2 separate regions of the Mus musculus genome follow, and region 1 is linked to region 2. Evidence: chromatin contacts called from public HiChIP or PLAC-seq data. All regions are on one chromosome and are shown on one strand. The core of a region is the stretch at or near the end of the contact, and the rest is flanking DNA. Distances in the headings are between cores, read along the strand shown.

Region 1 (4,907 bases), core at 1,376-3,875, 56 kb before region 2:
GAGCAGGATGGCCTATCATTTCCTCAAGGTCACAGCTTGGCTACAATTGGGTGTAAAGGCCAGGCCAAAGATCAAAAGCCAGGGGATGGGGTGGGGTGGACGGGTGCAGCTCATTGGTAGGCTGGCCCCACACCCACTAAAAAACAAGGCAGGAGGATGGAGGAGGGCAAGCCTGGAAGAGAGGGAGGAAGAGAGACCCTGGTTTAGATCCAGCACCCATATGGCATCTGAAACTCTACTTCCACTTATATACATGTGAGCAAAACACACACACAAAAAAGCAACCAGTGTAGTTACAAGTTGAAAGCAAGCCGGGCGTGGTGGTACACGCCTTTAATTCCAGCATTTGGGAGGCAGAGGCAGGTGGATTTCTGAGTTCGAAGGCAGCCCTAGTCTACAGAGTGAGTTCCAGGACAGCCAGGGCTATACAGAGAAACCCTGTCTCAGAAGAGAAAAAAAAAAAAGTTGAAAGCAGGGTGGAGTGGTGCTAGTGGTGCACACTTTTAATCCCAGAACCCAGGAGGCAGAAATAGACAGATTTCTGTGAATCCAAGGCCACCTTGGGCTACACAGTGAGAGACCATGTCTCAAAAAAAAAAAAAAAAGAAAAAGAAAAAAATCATGTCCTCAAATCCTACATGTTAATATGTCCTTATGTCCTTCTGAAGTATTCCAGGCAGCCTCAATGAGTGGTCTCTGGAGCAGACTATTGGATTGTGATTCTGTCCCACTCTAATTGGTGGTGACCTTGAACAGGGTCACCTGCACCTCATACTCTTCCTTTTCCTTTTTTTTTTTTTTTAAGATTTGTTTATTGTACTTATATGAGTCCACTGTAGCTGTCTTCAGACACACCAGAAGAGGGTGTCAGATCCCATTACAGATGGTTGTGAGCCACCATGTGGTTGCTGGGAATTGAACTCAGGACCTCTAGAAGAACAGTCAGTGCTCTTAACCACTGAGCCATCTTTCCAGTCCCCATATTCTTCCTTTTAAATAAATGTTTTATTTTAAGCCAGGCAGTGGTGGCCCACCCCTTTAATCCCAGCAGTTGGGAGGCAGAGGCAGGGAGACCTCTGTGAGTTTAAGACCATCCTGGTCTACAGAGTGAGTTCCAAGACAGCCAGGGCTCCACAGAGAAACCCTGTCTCTATGACATGTGTGTGAGGAGACCAGAAGAGGGCTCCACGGAGATCCTCCTGCCTTTGTCTCCCAAGTGCTGGGGCTAAAGTCATTTGCCACACCATCCAGTTGTGAAAATCTTGACAACTTCACTTAGATTCCACGAATCCATGTAAAGGTTGGGGAGAGCCAAGCTACACAGTCATCCCCGGAAAGCCACACGCACCATCAAAGACAGCAATAATACAAAGATTCATTTACTTTTATTTTGTATGTGTAGGAGTGTTTTGGCTATATGTTTGACAGGGAACTGTGTGTTCCTGGTGCTCTCAGAAGCCAGAAGAGGGACATCAGGTCCCCTGGAAACTGGAATTACGGATGATAGCCACCATGTAAGTTCCAGGAACTGAACCCAGGTCCTTTGCAAGAACAGCAGGCGCTCTTAACCACCTACCTACCTCTCCAGCACCTATTTTAGGCTTTTTGAGACAAGATCTCACTGTGGAGCCCAGGCTAGAATGGACATCATTGTCTTCTTACCACAGTTTTCCAAGTACTGGGATCACACAGTGGAAAAACCTATTCATTTATTTGGTTTAGGGTTGCAAGCTGTAGAACAGGCTGGCCTGGAACTCACTATGTAGTACTATGTAGTACAGGCTGGCCTGGAATTAACAGTCTCAGTCTCTCAAATGGTGGAATTACAGGCATAAAGCCACTACTATGAGTTTAGCATTTATAATTTCAGTAGACATTGGCAAACCCCCCTGCCTGGATCTGAATTCTCACATATATTAACTTCAAGAAATAGAGACATCTTAGCACAGAGTAGCCATAAATAAATAATAAATTAGCTTGCACTGAAGATGCAACTCACTGCTGCCAGATAATGGCCAAAACAGTACCCAAACCTGTGCAGAATTTTTAAGTCCATGTGAAACTTCACAACATCAATTGTGCAATTTGCTTATGCAATCATAGTATTTACTTTGTGATGTCCCCTTTCTTCCCCTAAACCTCCCCTTAAAGTATTTTCTTAGCCTAGATTAGCTTTGTGTCCTGTCAAATGACCCTAGGACTGTTCTGACCTTGGGGCTAGCCCAGTGCCAGAGCTTCCTTCCGTAAGTAATTTATTCTTTGGTAAAATGATTCCAAAAACAGCAGACTTCTGCCAGCCAACTCCAAGACCAGGTTCCCAGGGCGGAGGGGGGCGGAGGGGACAAGACACGCACGGGTAACGTGGCTCCCACCTGTAATAACAGCACTTGGAAAGCTGAGACAGATCGATGGACTCGAGTTCGAGTCCATCCTGATCTGCGTTCCAGGCCGGTTACAAGGGGTTCACGTGATGATCTCGCGGGGACCGGTTGTGCAAGCAGACGGTTAATTTGTAATACACCTTTTTGAGTAAAGGAAGCCCGCCTCTCGGTACGGGAATCGTCATTGGATAGAGCAGCTGTCAATCACGCTGTATATAAATAGAGGCCGCGCGGCGCTCCGACAGGCAGCGTGGCTCGAGTCCTCCGGTCCGGCTCGCGTGGTTGATCATCTCCTGGCGTAACCTTGGCCCGCTGTGGCTGGGAGACTCATCTGCAGGTATCTGGGCCTTCTGGTCCGCACGGCCTCCCGGGCGAGCGGCGCGATGGCGGAAGCGGCGGCGGCGGGCGCCAGCGGAGAAACCATGGCGGCGCTAGTGGCCGCAGAAGGTTCCTTGGGCCCGGCGGGCTGGTCTGCCGGCCGGAGTTTCTCCAACTACCGGCCGTTCGAGCCCCAGACACTGGGCTTCAGCCCGAGCTGGCGGCTGACGAGCTTCTCCGGCATGAAGGGCTGAGGCTGCAAGGTCCCCCAGGAGACCCTGCTCAAACTCCTGGAGGGACTGACGCGGCCCGCGCTGCAGCCCCCGCTTACCTCGGGTCTGGTCGGGGGCCAGGAAGAGACGGTGCAGGAAGGGGGCCTGTCCACCAGGCCCGGCCCCGGCTCAGCCTTCCCCTCGCTGAGCATTGGCATGGACTCCTGCGTCATCCCCCTGAGGCACGGAGGCCTGTCGCTGGTGCAGACCACCGACTTCTTTTACCCCTTGGTGGAAGATCCCTATATGATGGGGCGCATAGCTTGTGCCAATGTGCTCAGTGACCTCTATGCCATGGGTATCACTGAGTGTGACAACATGTTGATGTTACTCAGTGTGAGCCAGAGCATGAGTGAAAAGGAACGAGAGAAGGTGACACCGCTCATGATCAAAGGCTTTCGTGACGCTGCGGAGGAGGGAGGCACTGCAGTGACCGGTGGACAGACAGTGGTCAACCCGTGGATTATCATCGGTGGCGTTGCCACGGTGGTGTGTCAGCAAAATGAATTCATAATGCCTGATAGTGCCGTGGTAGGAGATGTGCTGGTATTAACCAAACCTTTAGGAACCCAGGTTGCTGCCAATGCCCACCAATGGCTGGATAATCCTGAGAAATGGAATAAAATCAAGATGGTGGTTTCCAGAGAGGAAGTAGAGTTAGCCTATCAGGAAGCTATGTTCAATATGGCTACTCTAAACAGGACTGCTGCTGGCTTGATGCACACTTTTAATGCCCACGCAGCCACGGATATCACAGGCTTTGGCATATTAGGACACTCTCAGAACCTGGCAAAACAGCAAAAAAATGAAGTGTCCTTTGTCATACATAATCTGCCAATAATTGCCAAGATGGCTGCGATCAGCAAAGCCAGTGGGCGCTTTGGCCTCCTCCAAGGAACGTCAGCTGAAACCTCTGGGGGATTACTGATTTGTCTGCCAAGAGAGCAGGCGGCCCGCTTTTGTTCGGAAATCAAATCTTCCAAGTACGGAGAGGGTCACCAAGCTTGGATCGTTGGCATCGTGGAGAAGGGAAACCGGACAGCCCGGATCATTGACAAGCCTCGCGTTATTGAAGTTCTACCTCGGGGAGCCTCTGCTGCTGCTGCTGCTGCTCCTGATAATTCCAACGCAGCCTCTGAGCCTAGTTCTTGAAATGGAATAGCGGTTGTTGGGAACTCGGAGCCATTCTACCCGCTCAGGGACTGCTGGCCAGGGTTGATTTTAAGACCTTTCCAAAGGCTGCTTGCATGGTTCCTCCAGGCCCATCCAAAGCTTCCTGTATGTGCATCCAGGCCTGTGAGTAATGGCGCTGCGGATGTGTGTTCATCTGTTGAGAGCATGAGGAGCAAAAACCCGTTTCCCAAAGCAAGAGGAGGCTATTTCAGTTTTAGGGATTTTTTTTTTTTTTTTTTTTTGCACTGAGTTGATTCATTTCTGCACAGGGAGTAAAGATTATTAAGATTACATATGAGAAAAGTAAACCTGCAACATGAAAAATTATTTGGACCAATATATTGATAAATCTAAATTGTTAGGAGAACTCTTACTGATTTATTGTCAAATTTGTTATTAATTTTTTTCTGAGAAACTGCCTCTTTTCCTGTTCTGGACAAGAGTTGAGCAGCTTGTCCGACAGGAAAGGAAGACTAGCCACCTGACTTGGTCTCTGATAATGATGTCTCTCCCTCTAACTCCCAGTAAGGACTGGGAGAGGCTGAACAAACCTCAGAGCCAGGTGTCGGTGGCCATTGAATCTTACACTGAAACTTCTGGAGATTTAATTAATAAAGAGAATTTCTTACAGTAACTAAATAAAAGGGACTTTGTTGGAAAACTTGTGGCTAATGTTTGGTTCTGTGGATCACTTTCTTGTTTCAGACAGGTTCTCCGGTGCCTTGATTTTGCTTCTGCCTCCAGTATGCTGCCAAAACCAGCT
Region 2 (4,552 bases), core at 1,543-4,042:
GTCAGCACTTCATTTTACCCTGAGGAAACTGGAGTTGAGAGAGGTCAAAAGACTTGTTCAAGGTCACACATCAAGTCAGGGGTAGATCTGGACTTTATGGGGGCTTCCTTCTGACCCCAAAGCAACGGTCTCTAAGTTCAGCAGACTTCTAGCATTTATTCTGCCTAACTTCATTTATTCATCCCTGTTTGTTTGTTTTGTTTTGTTTTTTTCAAGTCAGGGTTTCTCTGTGTAGCCCTGACTGCCCTAGAACTCACTCTGTAGACCAGGCTAGCCTCAAACTTAGAGATCCACCTGCCTCTGCCTCCAAAATGCTGGGATCAAAGGCGTGCACCTCCACCCAGCTCATTTACTCATCGATTGCACACACACACACACACACACACACACACACACACACACACACCCCTAAGAAATCAAGTGTTATGAAGCACCGAGAATATACAAATTAGGAAGACATAGTCCCTGTCCCCAGGGCATCAGACACAGACAGGTAGGCAAATGGGAGCACTGAGGGGCCTGAGAAAGATGCTAGGCAGTTTAAAACAGAAAAGCTCTGTCAGAGGCAACGGAAGAAGGTGTCACTAGAAAACTGGTCACCTGGTGCAGAGAAAGGAAATGTTAGAGCTGATTGTATAGCTCGGTGGCAGTGCGACTGCCTGAGTGATGTCATCCATAAGCTTTGCTCGAGCTGCACTGTCTGGGGAGGTGGGACAGCCTTGCTATCTCTCTCTCTATCTCTGCTATGGGAGGAAGTACATCACAGAGGTGGGCTTCGAATGTCTGTAGCCCATCCCAACTTCCAGACTGCTCCCTTTCTTTCTCAGTGGTTGAAAGTGTGATTGCTTTCTTCTTGCTCTGGCTGTCTACCACATACCCTTAATGATGGTCTCTTACCCCTCTGGAACCATAAGCCAAAATAAAAATCCTTTCTTCTGTAAGGTACTCTTGGTCAATAGTGTTTTATCACAGCAACAGAAAGTAGCTGATACACTTGACCTGCATCACCATTCCAGCCCCAGCCCTGCCAGGGTGAAGATGGAAGCTCGGGGACTGGAGAGATGACACAGTGGTTAAGAGCACTGGATACTCTTCCGAAGGACCTGGGTTCAATTCCTACCATCCGCATGGTAGCTCATAACTGTTTGTAACTTCAGTTCCAGGGCATCTGAAATCCCTTCTGGCTTTTATGGGCATCTATGTGGTCATTTCATGCTTGTGGTGCACAGACATATGTGCAAGCAAGCAAACACCCATACAAATAAAACAATAAAATAAAATGGTTTTTTAAAAAGGGGTTTGAGGGGCTGGTGAGATGGCTCAGAGGTTAAGAGCACTGACTGCTCTTCCGAAGGTCTCCTGAGTTCAAATCCCAGCAACCACATGGTGGCTCACAATAATCCGTAACAAGATCTGACGCCCTCTTCTGGAGTGTCTGAGAACAACTATAGTGTACTTACATATAATAAATAAATAAATCGTAAAAATAAATAAATAAAAGCCTTGAGAGATGGCCTATTGGTTAACAGCACTGACTGCTCTCCCAGAGGTCCTGAGTTCAATTCCTAGCAACCATCTGTAATGGGATCTGATTCTCCCTTCTGGGTGTTTGTGAAGACAGATCACTCGTGTGTGTGTGTGTGTGTGTGTGTGTGTGTGTGTGTGTGTGTGTGTGTGTGTGTGTGAGAGAGAGAGAGAGAGAGAGAGAGGCCATCAGGCAAAGAGGGACAAACAAACCTTGCTTCCCAAGACTAGAAGACTAGAGTGCAGACTGCATTCTGATGTAGAGGGGCTAGGGGCGTTGGGGGAGCAGCTCTCAAGAGTTTGAGCTGTGACTTCCTGGGTCTGGATCTTGAAAGCCTTTCTGATAGTTGTGACCAAATACCAGGTCTGCACACACCTGTAATCCCAGCCCTGGACAGCCAGGGACAAGGCATAGTAGATCAAGAGCTGAAGGTCATTCTGACAACAAAGTGAGTTTGAAGCCAGCCTAGGCTTCCAGGAGATCCAGTCTCAAAAGCAAGACAGCTGTAATGGAGGTACACGTGGGCCTGGAGTCCTAGCTTTCAGGAGGCTGATTCAAGGCCTGACTGGATAGACAGCAAGACCTTTGACAGTCCTGTGTCAAAATGTCCAAAATCCATTGGGAGCTGGGAGTATAGTGGAGTTGAGCACAGCAGTACCCATGACTTGAGTTCAATCCAAGCACTAAGACCCTCAAAAAGAACCCATAGCCTGAGCCTGGAACTGTTAGTCACCTACCTCCAATTCTATCGTGGTTTTTATGTTCGCTCACACCCTGGGAACTTTTTTTTTACTTTTTGCAAATCATCTTGCTCAACTCTTATCAGACTTGCTAAGGAGAACATCTTGCTTCCTTTCTTTCTGTCCATACCCACCTCTCACCATGATGATGAGGGCCATGGTAAGTCTCATCATAAAGCCATGTGGAGAATGAAGGGGCTGAAGCTGTATATAAGGTGGCGGGAAGAGATGCATCGGGGCTTATCAATTCAGAGGGTGCCACTCTTACAGAGGACCCAAACTCAGCTCCCTCTGTCTATGCCAGGCAATGCTCAGCTCCCTGTGACTCCAGGTCCAGGGGATCCAATGCCCTGTTCTGGCCTCTACTTGTGTGCGCAAAGAATAAAATCTTTGGACTAAAAGAAAAGGGATGGGCATGGGTTCTCACCTCTCTCTAAGCAGCTCAGCTTCCTGCACTGCCCCCTCACTCCACCCCCCCCCCTTTGTTTGACACCGTTCAACTTCCTGCCCCACCAGAGGAAGTGGGGAGCAACACCAGGTGCAAGCGACAACCAGCAGAGCCATGGTGAGTTCTCGGGGGCCCAGGAATCTAGTCATTCAGGGCCAGCTCTCTCCCTCGAGGGTCCCCAGTTCAAAGTTAACCCACAGTAAGTGGCCTTACTAGCTTTTGGGCTCAGGTGGTACTGGGGCACTCCCTGCCATGTCCAAGAACCTCATATTGTCTCCCTTTACCCCCACAGGACAAGGAATATGTGGGCTTTGCTGCCCTGCCCAACCAGCTGCATCGCAAGTCTGTCAAGAAGGGGTTTGACTTCACACTCATGGTGGCAGGTCTGTGGGTTCTGGAGGGGGTGATGTACTTATGAGATCATGGCCATCCTCCTGTCTGACCAGTGGGCCTGTCCCGTACACAGGGGAGTCAGGCCTGGGGAAATCCACCCTCATCAACAGCTTGTTCCTCACCAACCTCTACGAGGATCGGCAGGTGCCAGATGCCAGTGGTAAATCTACCCCGAGTCTCCACAGGCTTCCCATCCCCACTGCTGTCCTGGCTTCCCTCTGTGCTGTCCCTGGCCTCTTCCTGTGTTATCAGGCTGCATTCTTTTTCTTTCTATCTGGGGACTTTGGTGGCCTCTGGTTTTCTCTGAGATGGTTTCCTCCCCTGAAAACACATGTGGGAATGGAGCCCTGCTTCAGAGCCCTACGCAGCCAATTCTCTGTCCCCATAGCTCGCACGGCACAAACTCTGACCATTGAGCGCCGGGGTGTGGAGATTGAGGAGGGAGGTATCAAGGTGAAGTTGACCTTGGTGGACACGCCTGGCTTTGGGGACTCTGTGGACTGCTCAGACTGGTGAGAAGGGGGAGGGGCAGGAGCTAAGCCTTTCTTCCATTATGGAAAACCAGAGGTCAGTTGTAGGGCTGGCTTGTCACAGCCCCTTGACCCAAAAGGGGGCACCTGTTTCTGGTAACAATCTAGCCCAAAGTATCCAGTGTTTCTTGTTTTGAGATAAGGTTTTTCTATGTAGCTCAGGGACCTCAAATTCACTGTGTAGCCCAGACTGGCCTGAAACTCAAAGTCCTCCTCCTGAGATTACAGGTATATATATGCATGCCTGGTTTGTTCGATGCTTTTGTTGTTGTTGTGGCTTGTTTTTGTTTTTAGCCATGGTGTCACATTAGCCCTAGCTGGCCTGGAACTCACTATGTAGGCCATGGTGGCCTCAAATGTGACAATCCTCCTGCCTCAGCTTCCTGAGTGCTGAGATTACAGGTGTGCAGCCACCACATTCTGATGTCTCATGTACTGTGGCCAGCTGTCCCTGATGGCTTTGGTTAGGAGCAAAGAAATGACTTGGGACTGCACAGTCCTGGTTAGCTTCATCTTGTCCCCTGGCCTGTGATCTCGGACTATCTATCTCCTTCCCACACACCAGCTGGCTGCCTGTGGTTCGCTTCATTGAGGAGCAGTTTGAGCAATACCTCAGGGATGAGAGTGGCTTGAACAGGAAGAACATCCAGGATTCCAGAGTCCATTGCTGCCTCTACTTCATCTCACCCTTTGGCCGAGGGTCTGGAGAGCACCCTGGGGGTGGACTGGTTGGGGAGGCTGGAGAAAGCTCAGTACTTGAAGCTGAGTCCTGACCAATAAATCCCTGAAACAGGCTCCGGCCCCTAGATGTGGCTTTCCTCCGGGCAGTGCACGAGAAAGTCAATATCATCCCGGTCATCGGTAAAGCAGACGCCCTGATGCCTAGGGAGACTCAGGCCCTCAAGCAGAAGGTATG

What was found. HiChIP or PLAC-seq counts read pairs in DNA pulled down with a chosen protein or histone mark.
Region 1: a contact with region 2 is called in an H3K27ac HiChIP or PLAC-seq map of embryonic stem cells, with 21 read pairs. The contact joins the promoter of Sephs2 here to the promoter of Septin1 in region 2. A contact is called at or near these places in 4 of 484 Hi-C or Micro-C datasets (the G1E-ER4 cell line, the HPC-7 cell line, double positive thymocytes and 1 more), 8 of 115 datasets of contacts at active chromatin or transcription factors (the HPC-7 cell line, the SCID.adh cell line, bone marrow-derived macrophages and 3 more) and 3 of 9 other capture datasets (adipose tissue, liver and pancreatic islet).

What each region holds. Positions count from the first base shown.
Region 1 is chr7:127,271,777-127,276,683 of GRCm38.p6, reverse strand. It overlaps Sephs2 (selenophosphate synthetase 2), which reads left to right and starts at 2,625. Exons shown (of 1, transcript NM_009266.3): 1 at 2,625-4,805. The coding sequence starts at 2,765. The coding sequence ends at 4,123.
Region 2 is chr7:127,216,685-127,221,236 of GRCm38.p6, reverse strand. It overlaps Septin1 (septin 1), which reads left to right and starts at 2,792. Exons shown (of 11, transcript NM_017461.2): 1 at 2,792-2,830; 2 at 3,006-3,096; 3 at 3,180-3,266; 4 at 3,495-3,618; 5 at 4,202-4,336; 6 at 4,430-4,547. The coding sequence starts at 2,828.